Regions from separate parts of the Zea mays genome. Here regions 1 and 2 are each linked to region 3. Evidence: chromatin contacts called from public Hi-C data. All regions are on one chromosome and are shown on one strand. Each heading gives the region's core, a stretch centred on a gene start, on an enhancer-like site or on the middle of the called end of the contact. The rest is flanking DNA. Distances are from core to core; before and after follow the strand shown. Region 1 holds the start of LOC109946029. Region 2 has its middle 7.1 kb from the start of LOC103655377. Region 3 holds the start of LOC100280269 (putative cytochrome P450 superfamily protein).

Evidence for each region. Hi-C and Micro-C count contacts between places; a contact is called where the count stands out from the background.
Region 1: a contact with region 3 is called in a Hi-C map of tassel, with 5 times the contacts expected there. The contact joins the promoter of LOC109946029 here to the promoter of LOC100280269 in region 3. A contact is called at or near these places in 3 of 25 Hi-C or Micro-C datasets (ear, leaf and tassel).
Region 2: a contact with region 3 is called in a Hi-C map of ear, with 1.9 times the contacts expected there. The contact joins the enhancer-like site here to the promoter of LOC100280269 in region 3. A contact is called at or near these places in 3 of 25 Hi-C or Micro-C datasets (ear, endosperm and tassel).

Annotation. Positions count from the first base shown.
Region 1 is chr4:85,290,819-85,295,548 of Zm-B73-REFERENCE-NAM-5.0, reverse strand. It overlaps LOC109946029, which reads right to left and starts at 2,547. Exons shown (of 7, transcript XM_020552568.2): 1 at 1,098-2,547; 2 at 902-989. The coding sequence starts at 904. LOC103653467 (a long non-coding RNA gene) reads right to left here and starts at 895. Exons shown (of 2, transcript XR_565504.2): 1 at 1-895.
Region 2 is chr4:84,131,038-84,136,099 of Zm-B73-REFERENCE-NAM-5.0, reverse strand. No RefSeq gene overlaps it. Among protein-coding and RNA genes, the nearest start is that of LOC103655377, 7.1 kb to the right of the region's middle. Within about 2 kb of position 3,284, at least 18 of the 20 cell types and tissues checked have an H3K27ac peak or open chromatin away from gene starts, as enhancers often do. A contact at or near this core is called in ear, endosperm and tassel, where this site is marked.
Region 3 is chr4:84,748,685-84,753,764 of Zm-B73-REFERENCE-NAM-5.0, reverse strand. LOC100280269 (putative cytochrome P450 superfamily protein) reads left to right here and starts at 2,862. Exons shown (of 3, transcript NM_001153197.2): 1 at 2,862-3,648; 2 at 3,857-4,265; 3 at 4,346-4,954. The coding sequence starts at 3,236. The coding sequence ends at 4,780.

The DNA.
Region 1 (4,730 bases), core at 1,298-3,797, 540 kb before region 3:
GACAATCCAAAATGGATGACATTCTCATGTTCCCCCAAGTCAACATGGACAGGCCACATGTAGCGCACTTTGTCATCAGCGAGTTCGGTTACGTGAGAAAGAAGATGTGGCTGGTCACCATTGACATGAGCACCAGGAGAGTGGAGTCATTTTCTCAGTATACCAATGGGAGGGAGGATGTCATTGGAACCGAGGCGCTTACTTGACCAATGTAAGGTCCAGCTATCCCATGCCCTTCCTCCCCTCTCAGTCCTCCAAGTACCTCTGTTAGGTAATATTGCTGCTGGATTTTATCTATCACCTAACTAAATTTTTGCTGGTTGCACACGTATTTGCGGCATGTATGCAAGTTCTTCACTTTAATCTTGTTAGCATTAGCATTTCACTACTGGGAGAGCAGCCTATTTATCCAACCAGAACAGTAATGTATCCTTCAGGCTACTTAGTGAAAGATAAGCAATAGGCTTATGAACGATAGAGTAGTGAAGGTAAGCAGTAGGCCCATGAACAATGGATTGTCAATACTTTTTTTCATATGCATTTGGAATTTGGAGATTATTACCGGTGCCTGCTTTTGGCAATTCTTTCCTGAGTAAATATAGCACAACTACTTTCTCTTATTTGTAGAAGCAAGCTTGATTTGAACATCATTTGTCTAGATCATTTTTGTCACACTATTTGCCTATTGCAGGAAGAGGAAAGATTCTGAGCTGCCAACTTCATCGGACTTGTTAATTATGTTTATGTCTTCCTGGCCAACCATTTTGCTTTCTTCTAAATATCAGATATTTCCACAAGAAATGCTTCGGTCAGGAAAACTGGATGAGCTATTTACTAAGTTGTGGCTTCTGTTCTTATTAATATGCTGTATGAACTCTGGATAAGTTGTGCAGATACTTATCATTAAGAGCAGCAGGAGCTGAATGCGTTACAGCAACCAGGTCCCGGATCCATCGCAGCAGCAGGTTCCGAATCCGTTGCAGCACCAGCTACAAAATAGGAATACCCAAAAGAAAGGCTCAGATCCAGAACAGAATAGGAATACCCAATCCCATATAGACTGTGTAGCGAAAGAGTACACATGCAGAGGAGCGTACCAGAGCAAAGTTTTCAGATCGGCGATTAGCCTCTGATCGCCAGAAGGGCGATCAGCCGACTAATTACGATTAGTCGACGATCAGCCCGATTAATCGCTCTGCGCTCCCGAGGCGGCCTCCGTGCGCACTGCGCAGGTTCTTCGCGGCCGCCAGGACATGGCTTCAGGCTTTGAACTGCCGGTGGACAAACAGGCAACAACCACACGCCCATGGACATGGCTTCAGGCTTTGAACACTAGCACTAGCAGCCTAGCACTCGACTCCAATCCAAGTATCCTAACACCTGTAGAGATGAACGGGACTGGGGACGGGGGATAAGAGATGGACTGGTGCCCTGGTGGAGCCGTGGAGACTGAGAAGGGAATCGTACTTGCACGCTGGCGCCGCCGCGTCGGGGATGGAGGGGCCGAGTTGGACGATGTCACCGGTAGCGCGCCGCCGTCGCTAGGGTTCCTCAGTGGCGGCTCTATTCTTCACGAGTTCATGTGGCGTGGTACTGTCGTACTGGTGTGCCCGTGTTCACGGCTTCACGCGTTGCAGTTGCAGCTGCCTGTGTTCACGTGGGAAAAGGGAATATGGGCTGAGCTGGTGGGCCAAAATAGTTGGCAAGTCAAGTGGGCCACCGGGCCAAAATTCCAATTTTCAAAGCAGACGCGGGCCTGATCGTCCATGTGTTGATCTGACGATTAGTCGCGGTTAATCGCACTATCACTTATTTGATCACGCCGTTAGCCCTAATCGCCTCCGAAGTTATGATCAGGCGATTAATCGTCGATTAATCACGATTCGTGATTGATCGGGCGTTCTGAAAACGTGGTACCGGAGGAGGGCGAGGGCGGCAGTAGTTTGCACGTTGGGGCGCCACTTCGGTCGGAGCAGGAGACGGAAATTTATATGGCGAGCCGTCCCCCACCCCACCGAACGAGAGTTCGGATGCGCGCTCTGGTGTGCTGCTCGGCCGAAGAGCGCCAAGGTCGGATGCACGCTCTGGTGTGGATCCATTCCAACGATGTATGAAGCTTTCCTCGTCGCTTGAGCATGTGGGGCCAACTACAAAAAATAAGATGGACACATGGGAAAAAAGAGCGTCTAATCAAATGGGGAAAATAGATTCATGCCCACCGACGTCTTAGATGAACAAGCAAAAAAGACCATGGAAGAAAAATAAGATGAACACATGGGAAAAAAAGAGGGTCTAATCAGGAGTACTCTCTAATCATATCGACATAAAAACCAATTACTACCTCCTTCCCCAAATCTTCCCTTCATGAAGATGAGGGAAGATATATCCATGGCCATGGTCATCAATCAATTCTATACAAACAAAAAAACATCAATTAAAACAAACGATCTTACTGGCGTCTTGGATCATCTCTGAAAGTCGCCTAGAGGGGGTGAATAGGCGAAACTTGAAATTTATAACTTTAAACGCGCACTAAGGTCGGGGGATAGCGTTAGAATTAAATTCAAGTCGGGAAGAGAGGGAAAACAAATCAACCAAGAAATAAAGCGAGTGAACACGGTGATTTGTTTTACCGAGGTTCGGTTCCAAAGAACCTAGTCCCTATTGAGGAGGTCACAAAGACTGGATCCATTTCAACCCTTTCCCTCTCTCAAACGGTCACTTAGACCGAGTGAGCCTTCTTCCTTAATCTCACGGGTCACTAAGACCTCGCAAGGACTACCACACACTTGGTGTCTCTTGCCTCGCTTGCAAATCACTTGAGAATAAGAATGGGAAAAAAAGAAAGGCAATCCAAACGACAAGAACTCAAATGAACACAAAAATCTCTCTCTCACAAGCCACTAAGTGTTTGGAATGAATTTGGGGCTTAGAGGTGATTTGATCTTTTGTATTGTGTTTTGGAGTGAATGCTAGAGCTCTTTGTATTGAATGTGATCTTCAGAAAACTTGGATGCTCAATGTTGTGGTGGTTGGGGGTATTTATAGCCCCCAACCACTTAGGTAGCAGTTGGGGAGGCTGCTGGCGATGGGCGCACCGGACAGTCCGGTGCGCCACCGGACAGGCACTGTGCACTGTCCGGTTCCCCGCCATGTCACCCAATCGTTAGGGTTCAGAGCGAAGTCGATCGTTGGAGCTTTTTCCTCTTGCGGCATCGGATAGTCTGGTGCCACACCGGACAGTCCGGTGCCCTCTGACTTCGCGGCTCTGACTTCTGCCGCAGCACTGTGGCTCACTGTAGCACTTTGCAGAGTCGAACGTTGGCGCTGGATAGTCGTTGCCCGCTGGCTCATCGGACAGTCTAGTGGCACACCGGACAGTCCGGTGAATTATAGCGGAGCGCGCCTTCGTTTTCCCGAGAGTGGTTGGTTGACACCTGTACGGCCCTGGTGCACCGGACACAGTCCGGTGGCACACCGGACAGTCCGGTGCGCCATTTTTCAGCCCACTCGATTCCTTTTGCTCTTTTTAAATTGAGTCCCTAACTCGAATCTTTTATTGGTTTGTGTTGAACCTTATGCACCTGTAATACATGAATTCTAGGAAAAGGTTAACCCTATTTCCCTTTCAATCTCCCCCTTTTTGGTGATTGATGATAACACAAACCAAAGCAAATATAAAGTGTAGAAATGTAACTAGTTTGCATTTAGAATGTGCATAGGTTACTTGGGAGTTAAACCAATTGAATATCTCACTAAATATGAATGGATTGCTTTTTCTTTTATTTAACATTTTGGACCACATTTGCACCACTTGTTTTGTTTTAGCAAATACTTTTGGAAAATCTTTTCAAAGTCTTTTTGCAAATAGTCAAAGGTATATGAATAAGATTGCAAGAAGCATTTTTCAAGATTTGAAAACTCTCCCCCTGTTTCAAATGCTTTTCCTTTGACTAAATAAAACTCCCCCTGAATGAACTTCTCCTCTTAGAGGGTTTTGAAATAGATACCAAATTAAGGTTTGATTTTTAAAGATACCAATTGAAGGATTAATTGTAAATTAGATACCAATCGAAAATACCAAGTAAAACTTCATTTTGAAATTTTTTGAAATGGTAGTTGTGCGGTCCTTTTGCTTTGGGCTTAATATTTTATCCCCCTTTCGCATTAATCGCAAAAAACAGAGACTTCGAGAGCCCTTATAATACTTTCTCCCAAATGGTAATATAAATATGAGTGAAGGGTTATACCAATTGAGAGTGGAGAAACAACGACAAAGAGTAGATGATACCGTTAGAGATGGAGTGGAAGCCTTGTCTTTGCCGAAGATTCCATTTCCCTTTCAATCTACGACTTAGTATAGAAATACACTTCAAAGCATATTAGTCGTAGCCTTGGTACAAGAATAATAAGAAATATGCATTTGTACCAAAATGAAAGAGACATGATCAAAGGTATATAAATGAGCTATGTGCGCAATGTTTCAATCAAAATTGTGAGAATCAAGTATATTTAGCTCATTCCTAAGTTTGCTAATGGTGTTCTCATCTAGTGGCTTGATAAAGATATCAGCTAATTGGTTTTGGGTATTAACATAAGCAATTTCGATATCTCCCTTTTGTTGGTGATCCCTCAGAAAGTGATATCGAATGTCTATGTGCTTAGTGCGGCTGTGTTCAACGGGATTATTCGCCATGCGGATTGCACTCTCATTATCATATAGGAGAGGG
Region 2 (5,062 bases), core at 2,035-4,534, 620 kb after region 3:
CAGAAGTCCCTATAGGGTAGAAGGCCAGTCAACCATAGCCTCCCCAACCTGGCGAACTCTGTTGTGCCTACCAAGGAGTGGACGCGGATCACCCGACGAAGGGAAATGGATATTCTGGACCAGGGTAGAATAGCACAACGAACAATCACCCCGACACCTCCGCCCTCAAAGGGGGACAAGAAGAAGCACACCGCTGCACTTGCTCCTTTCTTCCCCAACATCCTCTTCATTCAGGGGAGACTGGAGTCATCACCCATCTCTGACGATGAACCCACCGTGCTAGGGTAAGAAACTCCCTAGCGCGATGCTCGGCGATGGAGAAACAAGCGCTGAAATGTGCGGCGACATCATGAAGCCGGAGAACGGGACCTGGCACAACCTGTCTCTCGGTACGAAGCCTCAGAGATGGGGGAGACTCCTGATGAAAGAACACATCGAGAACGGCGCAACTCCCGCCGCCGAGACTGTCGTCAAGCTCTGGAATGCGAGCGGCAGCTAGATGAGCAAGATGCTAGGCTTCGATGGGAAAATTCGCTCCTTGCCTAAAACATGTACCCTGACTTTGCCCGAGCATTGAACACGCCGAGCAAAGTTGGAGGGGTCCTAGCGTAGATAGTCGACGGCCTCCCGCGAACCCTAGACGCGGAGGGCTATCGGTGGGTGCTTACTCAGACGGCCAATCATCTTCTACCTCTCGCCCACCCACCAAACGATCTACGTCATGCCATCAACAGCCGACGAGGCGCACGGAGCAACATCAGTTCTTCATGCAATCATCGGCATGAGAATGAAATAAGGTACCGGGAGGAATACGACCGCGATCATGGTGTAACGACACACAGCCGCACGACCAGGATTGAATTAGCAGCAGCCTCCACTAACAGTCCAGTCCGGGGACGGTCGAGGTGACCTAACACTCGCTCCCCTCCCTGGGATCGACGGCGTGATCATTGACAGGAGGATACGTGTGGGATCTCCGGGCTCACCCGTCGTCTTCGAGCCATCCAATGGCCTCCCAATTTCAAAGTATCTAACATCGACAAATACGAACCCATGCAGGACCCGGGGTTGGCCGGCTGTCTACACTACCACCGCTCGGGCTGCTGGAGCAACGGAGGACATCATGATGGCGTACATGCCCATCATTCTAGGGCAGGATGCGCTACAATGGCTCCGGATCTGCCCCGTCATTGCATCGATGATTGGGGAGATTTCAATCCTCAGTTTATCACGAACTTTTAGTCCCTCTCCGATAAACCAGCGCAGCCGTGGGACCTCAAATCCATCAGACGACAGAATGATGAAACTCTTTGTTCATTCCTCAGAAGATTTCAAACAATGAGAAACCGTATCCCTGAGGTTGTTGAGGCGGCTGTGATCGAAGACTTCTATCAGGGATCCAACGATCCGATTTTCGCTCAAGCCATACTTCAAAAAGCACCTGCCACCTCTGAACAATTGTTCTGGGAGGTGGACGTCTACATCACGGCGGATGAGCGGGCTCAAGACCTCATTGGAGGCACAAAGCTCGTACCACTAGCACCACGAAGGGACACAAACCAGCAACCAGACAAACGCTAGGAGAAGAGACCCTGGGAGGAGGTACACACCGCTGGGCCACCTGTCGCTCGAGCCCACGGTGCACCCCGCGGAGGGGTAAGGACACTGGATGAGATCCTCGTCTCCTAGTGCCTGTACACAAGTACATGCGGCACACCCTGTGGGACTGCAGGGATTTCAAAAACTCCATCGGGCATGGCCGACCAATCCAGCCGCTACCGCCTCCCCCACCTCGAGGAGAACCTAATGAGCCTAGGAAGCCTCAGCAGCAGGAAGGGGGTAGAGGCAGAGCTTTCCTGCGCATCAATAGGGAGGTCAATGCCATATTCGGAGGCCACGCGCGCAAGAAAGCAAAATGCAACAAAAACTTAATGATCGGCAAGTTCTAGTGGCCACAAACAGCGCTCTAGCTCCTTTCCGATGGTCAGAGCACACAATATCCTTCAGCCGAGCTGATCAGTGGCTTAACTTCGATCACCCCGACAAATACCCACTACTCGTCGACCCTATAATCTAGGAAAGTCGTGTTAAGAAGGTACTGGTGGATGGTGGTAGCAGCATCAACGTCACCTTTCCCCGAACGCTTCAGGCCCTAGGGGTCACCATCGATGATCTCACTGAGTCGAATACTCCTTTCTTTGGGATCGTGCCGACTGAAGGGGAGTACCCAGTAGGACACATCTACATGTCTGTCACCTTTGGAACCCCAGAGAACTACCGAACTGAGTTCCTGAGGTTTGAGGTGGCGTGTTTCGACTGCGGGTACAACGCCATTATTGTGAGACCGCGGTTGGCGAAATTCATGGACATCCCACACTTCCCATATATGATACTGAAAATGTCAGGTCCTAAAGGGATCATCACCGTGCGTGCTGACTTCGAAGGCGCCACAGAATGCTTCTGTGGTGCCATTCAGACGGCTCTCACTGCTGGGCCCTCGGTAGCCCTTCCCGCACAAGTTGATGGAAAGCCGGTGGAAGAAGATTTTACAATCCCTCCGAATAAAGCCCCGGTCGTGACCTCTATGCGGTCGATCGAAGAAACTAAAAGAATCAACCTTGGATTCTCAGACGAACGCAAGACCACAGTCATCAGTTCCAGCCTCGACGACCAATGGGAAAGCGCGCTCGTCCAGTTCCTCCAAGATAATCGTCCAGTTCGCATGGCAACTGTAACACCCCAGAATCATATTTTGGGTAATTTAGGAAAAGTTATTCCAAGATGTTAAATAAATCCATGTGTGTATAATAAAGAAATTAAAGTGACCAAATGAAAAGTGAAAAGATTTTCATATGAAATAAATTACTTATTTGAATAATATATTTAAGAGACATTCTCTAGAATGTATAGGGTAAATTATCTTTCAGTAAAAGTCACATGATAGATATTATTGTCCTAAAATGAATCCTTTTTTATTCATCATATGAGTTGTATGTTTAAAAGCATGTGCAAAAAATAATGAATAAATAAAATTGTACTTTTGCATTCATATTGGGATTTTTGGCTGGTGCATTTAGTTGGATACTCAGACCTTGATTTGAGTTTATTAATTTGTTTGAAAATCAAACTTGAAAATAGAAAATAAAAGGAAAACAGAAAAATACAAGGAAAAAGGAAATCATTGTTTGGGCCCATTTCCCAGTCGGCTTGCTCACCCTCACCCTTGTCTTGGCCAAATCTCAAAAGGCCTCGTGGCCCAGCCTTGCTAATGCGCGTGTCTGGGTGTCACCTGCCACTACACAGTGGGGCTGCTGGGACAGCATCCCTGCCATGCTCTCACTCGCGTCCTTCGCTGGCAGGCGGGGCCGGGTGGTCAAGATCGTCTTCAACCGAACCCGGTGCAAGCTCTCCGCCGAGTATCTCGCGCCTGCCCCAACCATCGCTCGCGCTAGGCTTCTTCCTAGGCGGAGCATATATGAGGAATCCCGTGCCCCTCTCCTCATTCATCGGTGTTGTCGACCGTGGGCCGCCAGCGCCGCTGTGAGGACCCGGGATGCCGCCACGGGAGAACCTGGGAACACCATCGCTCGAGCTCGGGCGTATGGTCTGGGCGACTCTCTAGGGTGCGTCGATGGCGCCTGCGACCTCGATGTGCTCGGATCTTGTGCTAACGATGGCGGATTGTTCACTGATGAACTATCTCCATCGCGTTACCACACCTCATCTTGGGCAACACCGTATCCACCGCCGCCGCCGGTGAGACCCCTCTCGGCATGTTCGCTATCTTCCCCTCTAAGTTTAGCACCGATCAATTTCAAGGTTGGGACGGTTTGGCGTCACATTGTGTGGCCGCCGGTGAAGCTCCGCCGCGGGTATGCCTTGCGGCGCCGCCGTGTTCGGCTGGGGTTGGTGGCGTGGTCTCGTCCGTCGATCGCTTGGTTAATGGCTAGGATTGATTCTAGAGTTACTGGTTCAGAAATAAAATCTGGTCCATCGATACAGGATCGTGCGGCCGATGGTGGGTATCGGTTCGGATTTTGATCTCGACCGTCCGATCCAAATTATGCGCGTAAGATTTGATCTCAGTGTTTAAAATCTGGGTCGTTGATCTCGAGATCATTGATTCTCAGTGCATACCGGTTCGATTAAATAGCGATCTAATCGGTGCCATCCGTTGGTGATTGAACGGATCTCATTGGTCGGTACCCCTTTGCCATAGCAATTTCGCTTATAAGCCCCTGTAGTTTTTAGGAATAAACATGCTAACCAATTTCAGTAGTACAAAAATATGATTAAAATGAGTACTTTGCAGTTTAGACCCAGGAAAGTATTTATACTGTAATAATAATAGTAAAGTGACCTAGGAACCTATTTAATTCATAACTATTCCATAGTAACTCTGATTTGACCCATTTCAGTTGCGTTAGCTTCACAATAAAACTGTTTACACGTTAAAAACATTGTCTATATCATTCCACATACTTTTATAAATGAATATTTATTTGACTTATGGTAGTGAATTAATCATTCTAGTTAAAAGTCAATCTGACTATAATCATAATCTAGCTAAGATATGGTCTCTACTCAAGTTATAACTTAGTTTAAAAAAATTGAGTTAGTTATTCATTAATAATATTCTTCTCACATGATTTATATTAATTAACATATAATTTATCTTTTATTGTTTAATCACCTAAATCTTTGGAAAATCATATCCTCTTAACCGTAACTCTGAATTTAGTGGTTCTCGAACCTACGTCCTCATAGCAATGCATAGAATATTATTATGCAGTTTGTCCTTATGTTTGGTATGATGTTAAATTTGCCTATACACTGTTTGTTTGTATTGCTACGAGTCACTTGAGGAGTAAGTTGGTACCTGGGAATCTTGAGTCTCAGGCAAGTTGTGCCCTTGATCACTTTTCTCTACCTAATAATGTTCATGTTAATCACTGTGATATACTCAGGTTAATTTGATGGGACCTAATAGGTTTCCCAAGCATTATTTATTCCCCACCTTGCAAACAGATGAATTATTGGGTATATTTACTATTTCTCTATC
Region 3 (5,080 bases), core at 1,613-4,112:
GCAGCCTTAATAGTAGTAGAGATTAGAACGTACTTCATATGTTACTAATGCAAAATATTGTTACCTATAAATATTGTTAGATCTAAGAAATCATTATATGTACATCAAAATAAATATATTTGTATAGTGAGTGATTTGATATTTATTTATTTTTATTATTAATTATTACATAAAAATATCGTCACGTGTAAGTTTAACGGGTGCCACGAAGAACGTGACGAGAATGTTTCCCGTTTTTCTCAAACTTTTTTCTCAAACATGTGCTCCACTTTTTTCTCAAACATGACATTTTTTTGGGTGGGTGGGGGTATGGCAAGTATTTCACCAGATTTGCAGTTGCAACCTTGTTTGCTACCAAATTTCACGATGATGCGTTGTCGTGACATTGCAATATATTATCTGCTTCGTCGTAAGCGCTCGTGAAGGACTTTCAAAGTAATAAGATGAAATGTGCCTAGTAAGCAATCTTTTTGTTTTCGAGATGTGTGCTCAGTTGAATAGTTTTGGATGCCAATTGTGAATAAATAAAGGCGCCACTGTCACCTGGGTTGCTCTCGAAGGAATGCATGCACAACTTTCATCTGTCTTAGAAGCCTACGCCCTTTCCGTTTGTCCCTTCTACTGATGCAGCAAAGCACCGACACAGTGGAACAACTCTCAGTCTGATACTCTGTTTTGATCTACAACAAAACTTATTTTGGGGGACGTTAGCTATTAGGTCATGGACGCTGTAAATGGGTCGCTTTTTACCTATTAATAATAAAAATGACAGTTTAGCTTCGATGTCCTATTATTTATCGTTTTAGACAAGGTTTAAGTCAAACTTATAAAATTTTAAATATAAATAACTATTTTATTATGTAGTTTTGAAACATAATGTTTATATACACCGATTTATCTTAACAAGTACTTTTATAAAAGTATAAATGTATTAAGAGTTTGTATTTTAACAAAAATATATTGATCAAAGTTATATTTTAGAGACCGTGTCGCTATCCTAAACGACAACTAATAGTATATCAAAGGTCGTGAGGGTGTAATCTGATTTTTTTTACCTTTAATGCTGAATGAAATAATAATCAGATATTTTTTTACCTGTTACTGATTAATGAAATAATAGGCAGGTTCAAGAGGAAAATGTTGTGTATGTGAAGCATGATATCTAGGTTGCAAATTAGATAGATCCAGAAAATAAAAAATTCACATGTGAAGCTATATATCTAGACACACTATATTCAGATGTATGACTTACTTAATCTGAAAATGTCGGAATGGCTTATAAATCTTTTGAAAGGAGAGTATTGTATGCATGGCATCCTCCTTGGTTTCTGTTCTCACGTGTCCCGGATTAGTAGGCCTGCAGAAGAAGCCTCTGTCTATGTTCAGTGTGAGGTAAAGAGCAGCACTCTGAAGCGAAGAAAACTAACTGCCTGGCATGTGAAGAGGTGCAGTGCATGTTTCACAGAACAGAGGTCCAGGAGCCAAATACATCCGCCTGGCTTGAGTCCTAAGCTGCAGGAGAAACCGAGGGCGGGCTTATCTCAACGGATTCTATAATCCCATCCTCCAGCTTTCAGTTTCGGGTGCATTACTCGCTGAAAAAGACCTTGTGGCCTTTGACCTCTATAAGAGCCCTGTTTCGGAACATATATTATATGGCGCCAATGGCGATGACTGAAAGTGAACTCAGAAAAGAATCAAGTCACACAGAAAAATATTATCTTTGAAGGAACGACTTTACCATGTGCTTACTGCTTACACAACAGACATTTTTTTTTCAACTGCTGAATTCACATTTTTTTTGTTTGCGGTGGACTTCAACCTTTCAGCCTGTTCGTTCCTTTAATCTATACCGGCTTCTACTGTTTCTATAGTGTTTTTGTCTCTATGGATTGCAGCGGTAGCAATCTAAACAGCCGGCTTTGTCTACATGAATTGGCTGCCACGATTCAATTCAAATGTGAGTTGTGAATTCAGATAAAAAGAGGCTTGTTCCTTCTGCAGCTACTAACTGTGGTGATTGAATGAACTAACCAGATATTTGTACCCCCACCCCACTGCATGCTTATCAAGACTCTAATGAAACCCAGAAGCCCAAATCAAGGCACCAACTGAGACGCCTTTTGCCATAAACAATCTGTTCCAGTAATGAAGATATGCTGCCTCTTTTCACCTAGTGGCAGGACTGATTGCCACACCAGTTGTACTTAACTAATGCGGTTATCTTAACCATGCCGGTTTGCCACTTTATGCCCAAGCACTCCCCCCCACTCACTAACGCACCACAAACTAACCCTCAAAATCTACCAAATTGGCCTATGCTTTCCCGTCAAAAGTCGGTCAAAAACTGCTTTCTCGCGCTCAGCTGATCGCCACCACAAACAGATGTGACCAGCGAACAAGAAACTGCAGGTTGTTCGAAACAAGGGCATCGTGTTTGTTTCACAGTTCTGAATTTAAACTGTTTCTTGTGAAATTCACTCCTAGCCTTGTTAGTTGCACATTGGATGTGCCACCTCGTTATATATATATATATATATATATATATATATATATATATATATATATATATATATATATATATATATATATATATATATATATATATATATATATATATATATATATATATATATATATATATATATATATATATATATATATATATATATATATATATATATATATATATATATATATATATATACACACACACACACACACATGCAGGGTGCGCCGGTAGTGGCAGCTGCGAACGGGACAAGGCAAGGGCGCAAGGCCAGCATGGCATTGGGCGTGGTCGGCCTTGTGCTGGCGTCGCCACTCTTGTTCTTGCTGACAAGGGCGGCATGGATCACTGTCTCCTGCTACTACCTCACGCCGGCGAGGATCCGGACGATCCTGGCCGGCCAGGGCGTCCACGGCCCGCCGCCGCGTCTCCTCGTCGGGAACCTCCACGACGTCTCTGCTCTCGTCTCCAGGGCCACCGCCGGTGACATGAGCTGCCTGAGCCACGACATCGTCGGCCGCCTTCTGCCCCATTACGTCCAGTGGTCCAAGATGTACGGTGAGTGGCTCACGATGCATTGCCGGCCGGGCGGTGGGTTCATGGTGCTGATGCTTGTCCGGCGGACCTGACCGGAGCCCGGAGGCTTTATTTGGTTGGCCTTGTGCAGGGAGGCGGTTCGTGTACTGGTACGGGAGCGAGCCACGGGTGTGCGTGACGGACGCGGGCATGGTGCGGGAGCTGCTGTCGTCGAGGCACGCGCACGTCACCGGCAAGTCGTGGCTGCAGCGGCAGGGCGCCAAGCACTTCATCGGCCGCGGCCTGATCATGGCCAACGGCGCCACGTGGTCGCACCAGCGCCACGTGGTTGCGCCGGCGTTCATGGCTGACAGGCTCCGAGGCAGGGTCGGCCACATGGTGGACTGCGCCCGGCGGACGGTGCGCGCGCTGCGGGAGGCGGTGGCGCGGGACGGGAACGAGGTGGAGGTGGGCGCGCACATGGCGAGGCTCGCCGGCGACATCATCGCGTGCACTGAGTTCGACACGACCTACGACACGGGGAAGCGCATCTTCCGGCTCATCGAGGAGCTGCAGCGCCTCACGGCGTGCTCCAGCCGCTATCTCTGGGTCCCTGGCAGCCAGTGAGCACCCCTTCCTTTTATTTTACACTATAACTGAATGCTCTGCTTCTGCCGCGTGCAAACAGAAACAGAGCATCGTCGAGACGACGGTGCCAGTGCACACTAACAAGTGGGACCAGGCCGCCGCACTGAAAAGTGTCACTGGATCCTGCTCGTCAGTGCACACACGCCTTTCATCAGTATACTTATTTATTTTATCAAATTCCAGGTATTTCCCAAGCAAATACAGGCGGGAAATAAAGCGTCTGAACGGGGAGCTGGAGCAGCTGCTCAAGGAGTCCATCCAGCGCAGCCGCGAGATCGCGGACGAGGGCCGGACGCCGTCGTCGGCGTGCGGCATGGGGCTCCTCGGTATGCTGCTGGCCGAGACGGAGAAGAACAGGAACAGGACGAAGTCTAGCAACGGCGAGCTGGGCCTGGGGTACGACGCCCAGACGATGATCGACGAGTGCAAGACATTCTTCTTCGCGGGGCACGAGACGTCGGCGCTGCTCCTCACCTGGGCCATCATGCTGCTCGCCACGAACCCTTCGTGGCAGGACAAGGCGCGCGCCGAGGTAGCGAGTGTCTGCGGCGACGCCCCGCCTACCGCCGACCACCTCCCCAAGCTCACCGTGGTAAGCAAAGCCAACGACTCCGATCCGGCGGTCCACGCCAGCCATTGGCCGGTTGTAACGTACGGCTTCGTGCATGCCAGCTGCAGATGGTGATCAACGAGACGCTCCGGCTGTACCCGCCGGCGACGCTGCTGCCGCGGATGGCGTTCGAGGACATCACTCTCGGCTCCGGCGCCGACGAGCTGCGCGTGCCCAAGGGCGCGTCGCTGTGGATCCCCGTGCTGGCCATCCACCACGACGAGGCCGTGTGGGGAGCGGACGCGCACGAGTTCAGGCCGGACCGGTTCGCGCCCGGGCGGGCCCGGCCGTGGGCGGGCCGCTTCCTGCCGTTCGCGTCGGGCCCCCGCAACTGCGTCGGCCAGGCGTACGCCATGGTCGAGGCCAAGGTTGTGCTGGCCATGCTGCTCGCGAGCTTCCGCTTCGGCATCTCCGACGAGTACCGCCACGCGCCCGTCAACGTGCTCACGCTCCGCGCGCGCCACGGCGTGCCCGTGCGCCTGCTGCCGTTGACGTGACGCGGGCGGCAGTAGGCCTCCCTCGCACTTGGGCTTGTGTTCTTGGTTCTTGAAAATTTTTGGGACATGTGTCTTTTAGTTTGTGCACTTGACTAGATGGCAGTAGCCTGGCATGTAGAAAATAACATAATACTACTTGGTGTCAACGTTTTGTTGGCGGTGTTTTTTTTTGTCACTGAGAAACAATCTTGCATAATGTATGAACAATCCAAAAGTGTAAATCAGTAAATGTCGCTGAGGGCAGACGGCATAGGAAATTCGCCGGAATTGATTTTCCCATTATTATAGGCCCTGTTTGAT